Linked DNA regions of Mus musculus: region 1 is linked to region 2. Evidence: chromatin contacts called from public Hi-C data. All regions are on one chromosome and are shown on one strand. Each heading gives the region's core, a stretch centred on a gene start, on an enhancer-like site or on the middle of the called end of the contact. The rest is flanking DNA. Distances are from core to core; before and after follow the strand shown.

What was found. A called contact is a pair of places that touch in the nucleus more often than the background predicts.
Region 1: a contact with region 2 is called in a Hi-C map of CD8 T cells, with 4 times the contacts expected there. The contact joins the promoter of Npc2 here to the promoter of Srsf5 in region 2. A contact is called at or near these places in 2 of 484 Hi-C or Micro-C datasets (CD4 T cells and CD8 T cells).

What each region holds. Positions count from the first base shown.
Region 1 is chr12:84,771,487-84,777,849 of GRCm38.p6, forward strand. Npc2 (NPC intracellular cholesterol transporter 2) reads right to left here and starts at 1,626. Exons shown (of 4, transcript NM_023409.4): 1 at 1,300-1,626. The coding sequence starts at 1,381. Isca2 (iron-sulfur cluster assembly 2) reads left to right here and starts at 1,784. Exons shown (of 4, transcript NM_028863.1): 1 at 1,784-1,885; 2 at 2,089-2,191; 3 at 2,307-2,422; 4 at 3,057-3,603. The coding sequence starts at 1,815. The coding sequence ends at 3,231.
Region 2 is chr12:80,940,760-80,948,009 of GRCm38.p6, forward strand. It overlaps Srsf5 (serine and arginine-rich splicing factor 5), which reads left to right and starts at 4,740. Exons shown (of 8, transcript NM_001079694.2): 1 at 4,740-4,913; 2 at 5,817-5,961; 3 at 6,552-6,622; 4 at 6,737-6,835; 5 at 7,037-7,106. The coding sequence starts at 5,836. Gm20337 (predicted gene, 20337) reads right to left here and starts at 4,640. Exons shown (of 3, transcript NR_045057.1): 1 at 3,978-4,640; 2 at 2,283-2,470; 3 at 1,893-2,183.

The DNA.
Region 1 (6,363 bases), core at 376-2,875, 3.8 Mb after region 2:
TTGCTTTTGCTTTAACAGAACTTTTAATATCATATTAGAGGTAATATGAATTCCCTTGTTTCCTTTTTCAGTGAGTATTTATTATTTACTATCATCCCATAGTACTGGATACTGGCTACAAAGAAGCATATTTAGCTTGGTTCCTCACTCAGCAGTGTGACTACAGAAGGCTTTAATCCACCTCCCACTCCCACCTCTACCTCCTTAGTTAGGGGTGTGTGTGTGTCTGCCTGGGAGTGCAGGTAGGTAGCTGAGAAGGCCCAGAGTTGGGGTATAAGCAGGTATAACCTGATGTGGGAATTGAACTCTAACCCTCCGGAATAGTAGTTCCCCTTAACCACTAAGCCATCTCTCCAGTCCTAATAACTCTTTAACTTACTGCTTCATTATGGTCTGTTTCCCCCTGCTCAAATATTTTACAAAATCAGTTTGTCTTTCGACCATCACTGCTGCCTTTTCCACCCCGGGCCCCTGCACTGCTCCCACAACTAAGTGTACAGGCTTGACTGGACAAACTCAGAATTTCTACCCTCTATTATATTTTCCAATAAAGAGTCCAGGGGCAGCGTTGGGAGGGAGGCATCACATGATGTCACTAGAAATACGAATTTTATAGGAGACAAGGATCAAGAATCATGAAATTCATTAGAACAATGGAAACCCTACTTTGTAAATGAATGTTATGAGAAGGAGAACTAGCTTTTGTCTCGTTAGTGGGGGTGGGGTGGGGAGGGGAGGTGGATGGTACTTCTAAGACCAGAGCAGGATTGACAGGGATTTGGAAGGCCAAACTGGGCTACAGAGTGAGGCTGCCTCAGCCCGCTCCCAACCAAACTTCAAACGAACAAAGGGAGAAAGGCCAGTGACGATACAAGGCATAAATCAAAATAAGTCCCGTGCCTATTCCTTCAATCCGTGTTGGATGCAGACCTGCTGTCTATCCTATTGTTTTATTTTTTGCTTTTATTTGTTTACTTTTTTCAGACAGGGTTCAATAAATCCAGGCTAGTCTTAAATTCGCAATCCTCCTCCGTCCATTGAAATCTCAAAGCCCTTGAGCGCTGCAATATATGCCCGCTTGATGTTCACCCAAGAAACTTTAGTGAACTTCAGCACACGGTTCGCCTTGTGAGTGTTTTAGATTATCCCAAAACACGAAATGCAAGGAGAAACAAAGTTGTGCGGAGGGGTTAAGTTTCATCAAGACTAGTACCTTCGGTCCCAACCTAGTCAATTCCACGTTCCAGCAACCCGCCCAATCCACCCCCGGGGGTCTCCTCGAGTGGGCTCAGGGCTCACCGCAGTCCTTGAAGTGCAGGGGCTCCGCCTGGCTGGCAGCGACCAGCGCCAGCAGCAGGATCGTGGCGGCCAGAAAACGCATCGTGGATATGAAAGCTCTGCAATCTAGGAAGGAAAAGCAGCCCGAGCAGTCACAAGATAAACTTGTCCCGGACCGAGGGTGGAGCCAGATCAGGCCACTTGTGAGCAGTAACCAGCGAAGGCCCGCCCGCGCCCCGCCCTGGGCTCCGGGGCCGCCTGGCCTGCAGCTCGCCCTTTATCTCCGCCCATCTCTTCCGCTTCCAGGCAGGGCCTACGGAGAACTCGCTCTTTGCGTTCGCCCCGCTCTATTGGTACCGACCCACTTCGGCAAGTGGAAGCGTTCTCTGTCAATCAAAGCCCTCTTATCTCGCTATACCCAATAGGCACGCTTGGGGGCGGAGGCTCGATGCAGCCCCGCCCCCTTCTCCCCTCCTCCGGAAGCCCAGGCTAGGCGGGGATTTGGACCATGCTAGGGGCGGAGCTTGCGGAGTAAGATGGCGGCCTCCAGGGCCTTGTCCCTAACTGCCGAGGCGGTCAGGGCTGTCATTCCTAGGCGCTCGGGAAGGTATCGAGGGTGGAACGTCACTTAGGAAGGGTGTTGGGTTCTGCGTCTTCAGGATAGATGGGAGGCTAAATCTCACGCGGGGTGGGGTGTGGGGTGAAGGCTTGGCAGTTCAGAAGAAAGTGTCCCCAGATTTGGGTACGAGGTGTCCATAGAGGGTCATCTGGTGCCATTTCCCGGGTTCGTCTCCCTTCTTTACATCGCAGGCTCCTCGCCGTCTTTCCCAGGCTTTTGACCCGCTGGGAAACAACATCTTCCATTCCAGAGGCTGGCGAGGGACAGATCCGCCTCACAGACAGCTGCGTCCAGGTAGGAGGTCGGACGCGGGGCGGCGGTGCCCAGGAGGGCTCTAGAAGACTTCCTAGTCACCCGTCCCGTTATCTCCGCTTGCTTGGCATTCTTGATCCTCTTTCCTGAATTTCAGAGGCTTCTGGAAATCACCGAAGGGTCAGAATTCCTCAGGCTGCAAGTAGAGGGAGGTGGATGCTCCGGATTCCAATACAAATTTTCACTGGATACAGTTATTAACCCCGACGACAGGCAAGGAGGACGGATGGGTCGCTAGAGGCTGTATCAGAGGATAAAAGTGGCCCCAATTTATTCCAAACTTCCAAGCGTCTAAGTCTGCTTAACACTACCACCCTCTCCGTTCTGTGAGGATACAGCAAAGATTTGTCCTCTTGTTTAAAAATAAGGAAGAACATTGACTTAGCGTCCGTTAGGTAGTCAAGTTGAGAAAGGCTGAACTAGGGCTGGAGAGATGGCTCAGCGGTTAAGAGCACTGGCTGCTCTTTCACAGGACCTAAGTTCAGTTTCCAGCAACCACATAGTGGCTCACAACTATCTGTAGTGAGATTTGATGCCTTCTTCTGGTGTGTCTGGGGAGAGCAACGGTATACTCACATAAAATAAATGAATAAATAAGTGTTTAAAATATATATATACACCAAGGTTCCACCCTAAGAAAAAGGCTGGACTAGTTTCAGTCCGAGCCCTTAAATAATCCTTCTGTTTTTTTTTACGTTGAATCTTTCTGCTTCAGTCCGTTCCGTCCCAGCTAGAAGTCCTAAGCAGTGTTCCATGCATTGGAGAACAAGATGTACACCTCTGGGCTCAGGGTGTTGTGTGGGTGTTTGTGGTATTTGTCATTCATGCTTTCCTCTTGTCTTTTCAGGGTATTTGAACAGGGTGGGGCAAGAGTGGTGGTTGACTCTGATAGCTTGGCCTTCGTTAAGGGAGCCCAGGTGGACTTCAGCCAAGAACTGATCCGAAGCTCATTCCAAGTGTTGAATAACCCTCAAGCCCAGCAAGGCTGCTCCTGTGGGTCATCCTTCTCTGTCAAAGTCTGACACAATGACGGATGACCCTGAGATTGCCACCACTGCACCAGTGTGAACAACCTAGAATAGTAGAATTCTAGAGGTTTCTTTCTCATCATGTCCGGCTCTCATCTTATTTAATTTAATCCAGAAGTGTCTTATTCTACCACTGTAAATTATGGAATGTGAAGCTTTTAACTCTTGGCCGAAATACTCTCCCCTCCCCCAGTACAATGTCAAGGCCACATCCAAAGGCTGTTACCTCACCTGTAATCACTGGTTGGAACCCAGTATAATTTGTAGCACCTCTAGGACTCCAAAATTTGGAGTTAACCTCTCTAGCCTTCAGAATTGTTTATATATCTGTGTATAGCTATATATAAAACATCATTATAAACTAAGTTCTTATCGTGTTTTCAATCAGGATCCAGTTTGGGTAGCTTGAATACCAGAATTGAGGCCAAAATTGGTTAGAAAGGCAAACAAGATATTCTCTGCTGTCTCTCTCTTTCTTCTTCCTTCCTTCCTTCCTTTTTTCCTTCCTTCTTTCTTTTTTCTTTCAACAGGGTCTTATAGGTAGCTCCAGTTTTGGACTCTCAATTCTCCTGCCTCAGCCTCTTCATGCTGGAACTGCAGACATATTACTACTAGGCCTGGGTTGTTGTTTCTTCTACTTCTACTACCTCTACTACTACTTCTTCCTCCTCCTCCTCCCCCTCTTTCTCCTCCTCCCCCCCTCCTCCTCCTCTTCCTCCCCCTCCTCCTTCCCCCCTCCTCCTCTTCCTCCCCCTCCTCCTCTTCCTCCTCCTTCTCCCCCTCTTTCTCCTCCTTCTCCCCCTCTTTCTCCTCCTCCCCCTCCTCCTCTCCCTCCTCTTCCTCCTCTTTTTCCTCCTCTTCTTGTGGTCCCTTGCCCCCTACTCTCCCACGATTTGACCTAGGGCATTGTAACTGCTGGGTAAACACTCTAGCACAGTGGTTCTCAACCTGTGAGTCACAACCCATGGCAATCCCATTTATTACAACTCATAACAATAGCAAAATTAGCAACAAATGTAATTTTATGGTTGGGGTCACCACAACATGAGGAACTGTTTTAAAGGGTCTTTGCTTTAGGCAGGTTGAGAATCTCCACTCCAGCACTTGAATTATATTCCTTGACTGTTTTGCTTTCTATTTGGAGACAGGGTCTCACAAAATTTCCTTGGCTGGCCTTGAACTTTCAATCCCCTAGTCTTGATACCCCAATAGTTGCGATGACAGGCCTGTGCCACCAGTCCAGTTGTATTGTACTCTTCTTGACTGTCTTAGGGGATTTATCCATGTGTCCTATGAAGGCCATTTCCACTTGGAATATTACAGAGAAATACATTTTATTGTCATGCTCATGAATCTACTAGGTTTTATAAAGCCAAGAGACCTCCCCCACCTCCAAAAGCCAAAAAAGCAAGTTTAGCTAAACCCCTCTTGATCACTGAATTGCTTGAAAAGTAGCTTTTGTACTCCATGCCCATAAAAGCGCTTCAAGATTCTATGACCATTCAGTAACTGCCTCCCCCACCTCCAAAAACCAAAAAAGCAAGTTTAGCTAAACCCCTCTTGATCACTGAATTGCTTGAAAAGTAGCTTTTGTACTCCATGCCCATAAAAGTGCTTCAAGATTCTATGACCATTCAGTAACTGAGTTTGCCTACCTTCTATAAGAGGCCTGTGGTTTTATGCAGAGGGGGAAGTGGTCCTTTCATTACTTGTAGATAATAGAAGAGAAGTTTTGTTTTGTTTTAAATGTACACAGTGTTCTGCCTGCATGAATGCCTACAGGCCAGAAGAAGGCTCCAGATCTCATTATACATGGTTCTGAGCCACCATGTGGTGGCTGGGAATTGAACTCAGGACCTATGAAAGAATAGCCAGTTCTCTTAATGTCTGAGCCATCTCTCCAGCCCCCTAGAATGGACTTTTTTTTTAAAGATTTATTTATTCATTATATATAAGTACACTGTAGCTGTCTTCAGACACTCCAGAAAAGGACATCAGATCTCATTACAGTTGGTTGTGAGCCACCATGTGGTTGCTGGGATTTGAACTCAGGACTTCTGGAAGAACAGTCAGTTCTCTTAACCTCTGAGCCATCTCTCCAGCCCTGGAAGGGACTTTTTAAAGAGTGAATTAAAATATAAAAACCAGTAAAATTTGTATTTCAGATTCTCAAGTAATTTATCTGTATCTTTAAGACACATACTTATTTGCTTACCCTTCCATTGCAAGTCACTGGTCATTAAAAGAAAAGCCTTTTTTATAGAACATCAAAAATTTAGGCCAATTAACTGCCAACATAAACCAAACACATCTACTATAAACTGACAATAACCTGATAGCATGCAAATGCTTCAGGCTAGAGAATGTTTGTTCTTGATAAGTTATATTTGCTGAGTTCTTACAACATTTGATTCCAAAGTTTGTAGATTGGCTCGACAGGATTAATGAAGCAAAAAGTAAGGGCAGTTTAAATAATGGCACTAATTCATAGCAATCTATTCCAGGTCAGTCTGTCTCATTGTCTTTCTCTGTGTCTCTGTCCCTCTCTGTGTATGTGTGTGTGTCTAAGTTTATACTTTTGTATAATATACACAAAAGTCAAAAGGAAGCAGCCTGTGTATACATACATTTGAAGATCAAGGGATAAATTTTCACCTTGAAAAATGTCATTAAAGAGGGCAGCTGAAGAGATGACTCCGTGGGTAAGGGCACTTGCTGCTGGCCTGGCAGTGGTGGTGAAGCCTTTATTCCCAGTACGTAGTAGGCAGAGGCAGGTGGATTGAGTTAAAGTACAGCCAAGGCCACACAGAGAGACCTTGTCTTGGGGGAAAAAAAAAGGAAGGCTTGCTGCTCTTCCAGATGATCCAGGTTTGAGTTCCAGAACACACAATCATTTGTAACTCCAGCCCCAGGGCATCTGACACTCTTCTGGTCTCCTCTGGCACTAGAAACACAAATGGTGTATAAATATACACATAGGCAAAAACATATATACAAAAATCTTTAAAGCCAAATAATGCCCTGAGAAAAAAGATGCATAACATTCATCACAGGTCAGCCTCAAGTGCAGCACGTTTCCAAAATTGCCTTTCTTTACAAGTCAATGTTAGACCGGCAGCAACTACA
Region 2 (7,250 bases), core at 3,490-5,989:
AGGACACTGAAAATTTGTCAGTGCTGGTTTCTGTTTGGATTCCCAGGGCCCCTTTAGTGCACAGGTCATGTGGTGTCCTGTTGCTGCTTTTGTGACAGGGCCTAGGAAATCAGGGAAATGAGGAATAGGAATAGTTGGGCAGAAAGATTATTTTCTACTCTCAAACATCTTAGAACACTTCTGTGGGAGACAGGAGGTCCTGAGATTGTAATGTCCTTAGCATGGTGCGTTTGTATAATGGCTTAAGAGTTGGCAGCTGCCAATCAGGAGGGTTGGGGAAGAAGTACTTAGGCACCCTGAACAGATTTTTTTTTCAGTGTTAAAGTTGTTCCCTATGACTGTCTTTTTTTTCCCTCCTGCCTCTGTCTCTGCCTCCCAAGTGCTGGAATGAAAGGCGTGTGCCACCACTGCCCAGCCTCTGAAAACGCCTGGCTTTTTTTTTTTTTTAAAGATTTATTTATCTTATGTGTATGAGTATACTGGTGTGTACACCAGACACACCAGAAGAGGGCATCAGATCCCATTACAGATGGTTATGAGCTACCATGTGGTTGCTGGGAATTGAACTCTGAACCTCTGGAAGAGCAGTCAGTGTTACCCTCTGAGCCATTTCTCTAGCCCCTCTATGACTGTCTTAACTGGGCCTCAGACAAATCTGTGTGAGGAGACAAGACAGAGCCAGAAGATAAAGTGAGGCAGATCACAGTTTACATGCTTTTTGAGTACAGCAGTTCTCCAAGCCTCTTGCGCACGCTGGACTCGACCAGCAAGAACGACGCTGCAACAGGATCCTTCTGCACACGTTTATTGGGAGAGCTTGATTGCAGAGGCGAAGAGACCCCGAGCCCAGAACTGGTGCTGCTTATATAGGCCTAGGAGAGGCGTGTCTCACACCCGGATTGGTTATGCACTATACCTCATTTGCATGTTCCTCATCTGATTGGCTACTCTCTCTCTCTCTCTGTACCTCACAGAGCCTCATTATCGTACCTCATTTGCATGTCCCACATCTGATTGGTTATACTCTCAAAGCCTCATTATCATGCCCGGGCCAGGCAGTGTCTTTGCAAAAAACTTTACTGCATATGTACACATTGGTTGTTTGTCCAAACTTATGTGTGGTGGCCAGCAGTAGTCAGTGCCACTCTGCAACGGCACATGTGGCTTCCCACACAAGCCCTTTCTAACAAACTGTACTCCTCATCAGACCATTTAAATCAATATTTCTGCCAGTAGGGATCCAGGTGGCAGGATGCTGTAAGCATAGCAAGAGTGATGTCATATGAGAACCACATCAGCAGGTGGTTTGGCCACTGTGTGAACACCAGTGAGTGTTCTTACAGGAACCCAGATGGAAGAACAGATGTGTGGGCTGCTGCAGGGTGGCATGCTATGCAGTTACACAGCATGCTGGTTAGGTTTTGTCTTCTTGACACAAACTAGATTCACTTGGGAAGAGGGAACCTTAACGGAGAAGATGTTTCCGCCACCATATTGGGCTTTAGGCAAGTCTGTGGGGTATTAATATGTTAATTAATAGTTGATATGAGAGAGCCTAGCCCCACTGTAGGCAGTGACCCCCCAGACAGGTGGTTCTGGGTTGTTTAAGAAAGGAGACTGAGCAGGGTCTCAAGAGCAAGTCAGTGTAGAACTGGAGGCCAATACTGGGTTCCTCCACTATTCTCTGAATATTTTCCAAGCCACCTCCATTGTGACTGAGAAATATGCTCTAAACTCCTAAGTATTTTCAAATTTCTTGTATGTGAATGATTACAACTTTAAACTACAGACGCAAGTTTTCCCGGATGAGTAATGGTCTCTGCTTCATTTCCAGCCCTGACTTCTTTTCATGATGGACTCTGAACTGTAATAAACCCTTTCTCTCCCAGGTTGGTTTTGGTTAGTGTTTTATTACATTTATAAAAGCAAACTAAGACACACAGTAAAATATCTTAAAAAAACCCCTATACTCTAAAACAATAATAGTAAATATATAGTCATTTAGTTATCAAGTATTATGTACTGTACAGTACTGTGTGTTCTCTCTGGCCGGCTGAAGGGCAGGCTTGTTTACACCGGAGACCATTGCCACGAACGTGTGAGGAATGCATTATGCTGAGATGATGTCCCGGCCACATTGTCATTAGGCAATAGGAAATTTCAGCTCTGTTGTGTGATGTTTCCTGGGGGCAAGAAAAAGAAACATCTTGTTACCTAGGGGAGAGGACAGAACCCACTCAGCTCCAGCTTGGTGAGTCGATGAGTTTGCTGGGGTTACTTACAGGGCCTTGGGCGAGTCAAAGGCAGCCTATGGTACCAGCAATCTCTCTTCCCAGTCATCATTCACTGCTGATACAGCTTCTGGGAGGAGCTTTCCTCAGTCTTCCATGCAGGAATGCTGATAGGCCTGACTTCCAGAGGCTCTGTGGTTGGTCAACAGCTGCTCTGATTCAAGATGGGGATGTCCAATCTGGGGGAAACAGTTTTACAATAATCAGAGAGGATCACCAGCAAATGATGTGGTCTACAGTCGACAGAAATGAAATGTCTGTATTGAATGACTCTAGAGACATTGCTATTTTAAACATCATGCAGGCATTTAAAAAAAATCAGTATTTAATAAGTAAAAGATGGGCTTATAGGGTGAATCTGAGTCAGAAACAGAATCTCTCTCTCTCTCTCCCCCTCTCTCTCTTCAGACAGTGTTTCACGGTGTAGCTCCGGCTAACTCTGAACTCACTACATAGAGTAGGCTACTTCCTTCCTCTGCTCCTAAACACTGGGATTAAAAACATACCTATCCATCATGCCTGGCTACAGTAAGCTTTCTTATCAACTCCTAACACCTTCAGGGAGGGTGTAACCCGATTTCTGGGGAGAGGAAGGCAGCTAGCAGGTCTGTGATGGACAATAAATGTTCTCTTAATCTGTGATCTCTGTAACTCTTTTCCTCTACTACATATATGTTATTTGTTTGAATGTCTTTGGAAAGGATGCCCTTGCCCCTAAAGAATGACATGGGGAAAATATTTATCCAAAAGAGAGTACCCCCCACCCCCAGACATTTCTGGGATAATACAAGTGTTTTTTTGTTTTTTTTTTGAGACAGGGTTTCTCTGTGTAGCCCTGGCTGTTCTGGAACTCAGAAATCCGCCTGCCTCTGCCTCCCGAGTGCTGGGATTAAAGGAGTGCGCCACCACTGCCCGCTACATGTTTTTTAATGGGTCCACTGATGCTGTTTTTATTTGCATAGTTAACTGAATAGACAAGCTTATTCCACGTGAATGAGGTCAGACCCAGGGTTGCTCTGCTCCTTCTTGAGCTATCAGTTCATCCCTGTGACCCTAGCTGAAATTGTGTGACTCTATTCTAGGTACATCTCAAAATCTAGATGATGCCTTAGGTTACAGATAAAAATATTAAAGAGAAGTAGCCTTTTTCACAACAACAACAGTCTTTATTGTCAATGTTTCTAGACCTCCCAACCTCACTGGGGAAGGCTGGATAGAGTTACCGATGTGGACTGCTGTGTATTACATCCATGCTGGAAGCATAAACTCTATTTCTCAATAACTGTTGATTTCGACTCTTTTTTTTTTTTTTTTTTTTTTTTGGTTCTTTGACTCAGGGTTTTCCTGGCTGTCTTGGACTTTGTAGATAAGGTAGGCCTGGAACTCACAGAGATGATTAAAGGCTGAAGCTACCACCGTCCACCTAACTATTGAGATTGAGACCTGGACAGAAAGGAATGGACAATGGCCAGTTGGATTTAGAAACAACTTGAAATCTTTCCCAGCTAGCTGAGCCAAGATTGGCCCTAGGGATTCAATATATAGGAGCGTTTTTTGTTTTTTTTTTTTTTACCCACAGTACCAATTTCATTATTTCACCACGTGAAATCTCTCCTTTAGTAGAAAACAATTCAGTTCCTTAGGCTGATCAGAACAAAAACCACAACACTGAAAGAATTCACTTACTTGAGCCTCAGAGAACCCTCTCTCTCTCTCTTTTTTCCGAGGCAGGATTTCTCTGTGTAGACCAGGCTGTCCTGGAACTCACTCTGTAGACCAGGCTGGCCTTGAACTCAGAAATCCTCCTGCCTCTGCCTCCCAAGTGCTAGGATTAAAGGCGTGTGCCACCACGCCCGGCTAAGAACCCTCTCTTGAAGGACATTGATAAGTACAATTTGCAGAAGAGGCTAAAGAGAGAAAGAAAGAAAGAAAGAAAGAAAGAAAGAAAGAAAGGAAGGAAGGAAGGAAGGAAGGAAGAAAGAAAGAAAGAAAGAAAGAAAGAAAGAAAGAAAGAAAGAAAGAAAGAAAGAAAGAAAGAAAGAAAGAATTGGACCTGGTGCTCGGGCCAATAATCCTATCACACTGAAGGCGGACCGGCTGGATCGCTGAGCTCAAGGCTAGCCAGGACTGCTTAGCGAGACCGACTATGTAAATGAATTTTTAAAAGAAACAGGTGATTTTTGAAAAGCCTGGGTTTCTTGGTAATCTTCGAGGGACCTAAGAAAAAGTTTAAATACATCTTTTCGTATCCAAAGAAGTGTCCCGGTGTATCCTGCCAACTGAACGAACGTTTCTAGTCCTCCCACCACCCACTGCTCTCGCCAGGGGTCGCGGTAAGGAAGCCCCGCCCTACTAGAACTTCCGGCTCCCAGGAACCGTCTGTCCTCAGCTCCAAGTGGGCGGTCCCCGAGCTTCTGGCACCGCCCCGGAAGTGACGCCAGGACGTCCCTTCCATTTTGTGCAACGTCCGAGCTGCTAAGTGCGTCAGTTGTGGAGAGACTGTAGACGAGTTGGGTTCGTGTGTATGTGTGTTGTGTGTGTGTTTGTGTAGGGAGGCAGACAGCTCCGTCGCAGACTACGGACCTCTCCGGGGTCTCAGCCGCCAAAGACCCTGTCCGGTAGGTGAGTGGCACGCTTTGAGGGCAAGGCTTCTCGGATCGAGGCTTCTTCATGGCCGCTCGGGTCGCAAGTGGCCGGGGCTTCGCTCTTTGCGGAGGACGGCGACTCAGAGAGCGCAGTTGATTTGAGGTGGGCGCTGGGGCACGTCTCCCTGTGGGTGTTGCGTGAGGGGGACACGAGGCGGAAGGGCGGGCGTGGGGAGGGCGTTTGTGTCGGGAAGCAGCGCGCCCCTCCCTGCCGCCCTTAATGGCTCTCATCGAGGCCCGGACGCCGGGGAGCCGGCCTGGCCCAGGGCAGCTTAGGGTTTCCCCCCGTGGGCCGGCGCAGGCGCAGCGCTCTGGGCCCCGGGCTTGCCCGTGTCTCGGGGGCACGCAGCTCGGCTCGCTACGCTCCTCCCCCCCCCACACCCCGCCGCATACTTCGGCCGTCGCCATTTTGTGCTGCGAACGCGCCCCGTCGCCCACTGCGCAGGCTCGGTGGTGGCGTCGCGAGATTCCGGCTTGTGACGCGCGGGGAGGCCGCGACGCGGGCGCGGCCGGCTGCTATTGGACCAGGCCTGGCAGAGGGCGGGCTCGGCTCCGCCCGCATTTCTCGGCCTGGCCTTAACTGCGGCAGATGGGAGGGGAACCCCGGGATCCGGGGACAGCGTGTGCGGCTGCGCAGTCTAGAAAGGTGGCTACTGGCGTTGTGGTGGGCTGCCGTGTGGAACCTGGGAAGGGGGTCTTTTGGAGAGTTAAGTTTTAACTTGGAATTTGAATGTGGTGGTCGTGAACGACTTAAAAGGTACATGGCGACCTTGTTAGTAGAGTTGGTAAACGTGGGGTGTGTTTGACTGCTTGACTGAACATCCCCCACCCCCATGGTGTCAATCGTTGATATTGTCTCGATTCAATTACTGCCTAACAGGAAACACTAGCCGGGCATCATGAGTGGCTGTCGAGTGTTCATTGGGAGACTAAATCCAGCAGCGAGGGAGAAAGATGTGGAAAGATTCTTCAAGGGTTACGGACGGATCCGAGATATTGACTTGAAAAGAGGTTTTGGTTTTGTGGTAAGTACTTGAAACTGAGTTGAATTATCTGTCGAGAAGTTAGGTAACTTTGTGGTGGTGACACATGCCTTTGGTCTCTGGCCCTTGGGAGGCAGGGGCAAGCCAATCCACAGAGAAACCCTGTCTCCAAAAAAAGAAAAAAAAAAAAAACAAAGTGGGTAGAGCTCTTGTGATGAGCATGGACTCTGAGTCCATGTGAATTGTTTTCCCAGAAAGATGTTAGAAGTGGCCAAGAAGCAGTGGCTTCTGTTAAGAAGTTAAAGTAACTGCTGGCTGGAGTTGATTCTCAGTCATCCCTAGCTTAGGGTTATAGTATCTGAGTGTAAGGTATATCTTAACACTTCCATGATTTTTTTTTTAAATTTATTTTTTATTTTTTTGGTTTTTCGAGACAGGGCTTCTCTGTATAGCTCTGGCTGTCCTGGAACTCACTTTGTAGACCAGGCTGGCCTCGAACTCAGGAATCTGTCTGCCTCCCGAGTGCTGGGATTAAATTAAAGGCGTGCGCCACCACGCTCGGCTTCCATGATCTTAATGTGCTGTAGAATGCATGCACGTCCAAAAGCTCTACTCTTACTGCTACATTTTAGGAATTTGAGGACCCAAGGGATGCAGATGATGCTGTTTATGAACTTGATGGGAAGGAACTTTGCAGTGAAAGGTAAGCATGATTGGTTTATAAGTAGTTCTCCCAGGGAAGTAGAGCAGAGTAGACATTTGCATATGTAAGTGCTCTCATGTGTAGTGTGTGAATGCTTTTTTTACCTCTTTGTAGGGTGACGATTGAACATGCCCGGGCTCGGTCTCGAGGTGGAAGAGGTAGAGGACGATACTCCGACCGTTTTAGCAGTCGCAGACCTCGAAATGATAGACGGTATGTGGTTTGGGTTTGGCTGTTACGGTTGGGTTAGGGTCCGTTAGCATTAAATGGTTCTCAGACTAGTTAAGTCTAGTTAGTCCACATGCTGAGAACCCAGAAACTTGATGGAATCACTATCTTGGCTTAAACTTGTCACATAGCATTTGACATTGTGACATAACATCTGACACTGAATGCTTATTTTTCTTTCTTCAGAAATGCTCCACCTGTAAGAACAGAAAATCGACTTATAGTTGAGAATTTATCCTCAAGAGTCAGCTGGCAGGTTTGTTGAAATACAGTTTTGAGATATTTTTTAATGTGGCATTTAAAAGTGTTAATGGGTAGTTAATGTTTTATTAATATATATCTTATTAAATGCTTTATCTTAAATTAATTTAATTGAACTATAATTTTAAACTTTAGTTAA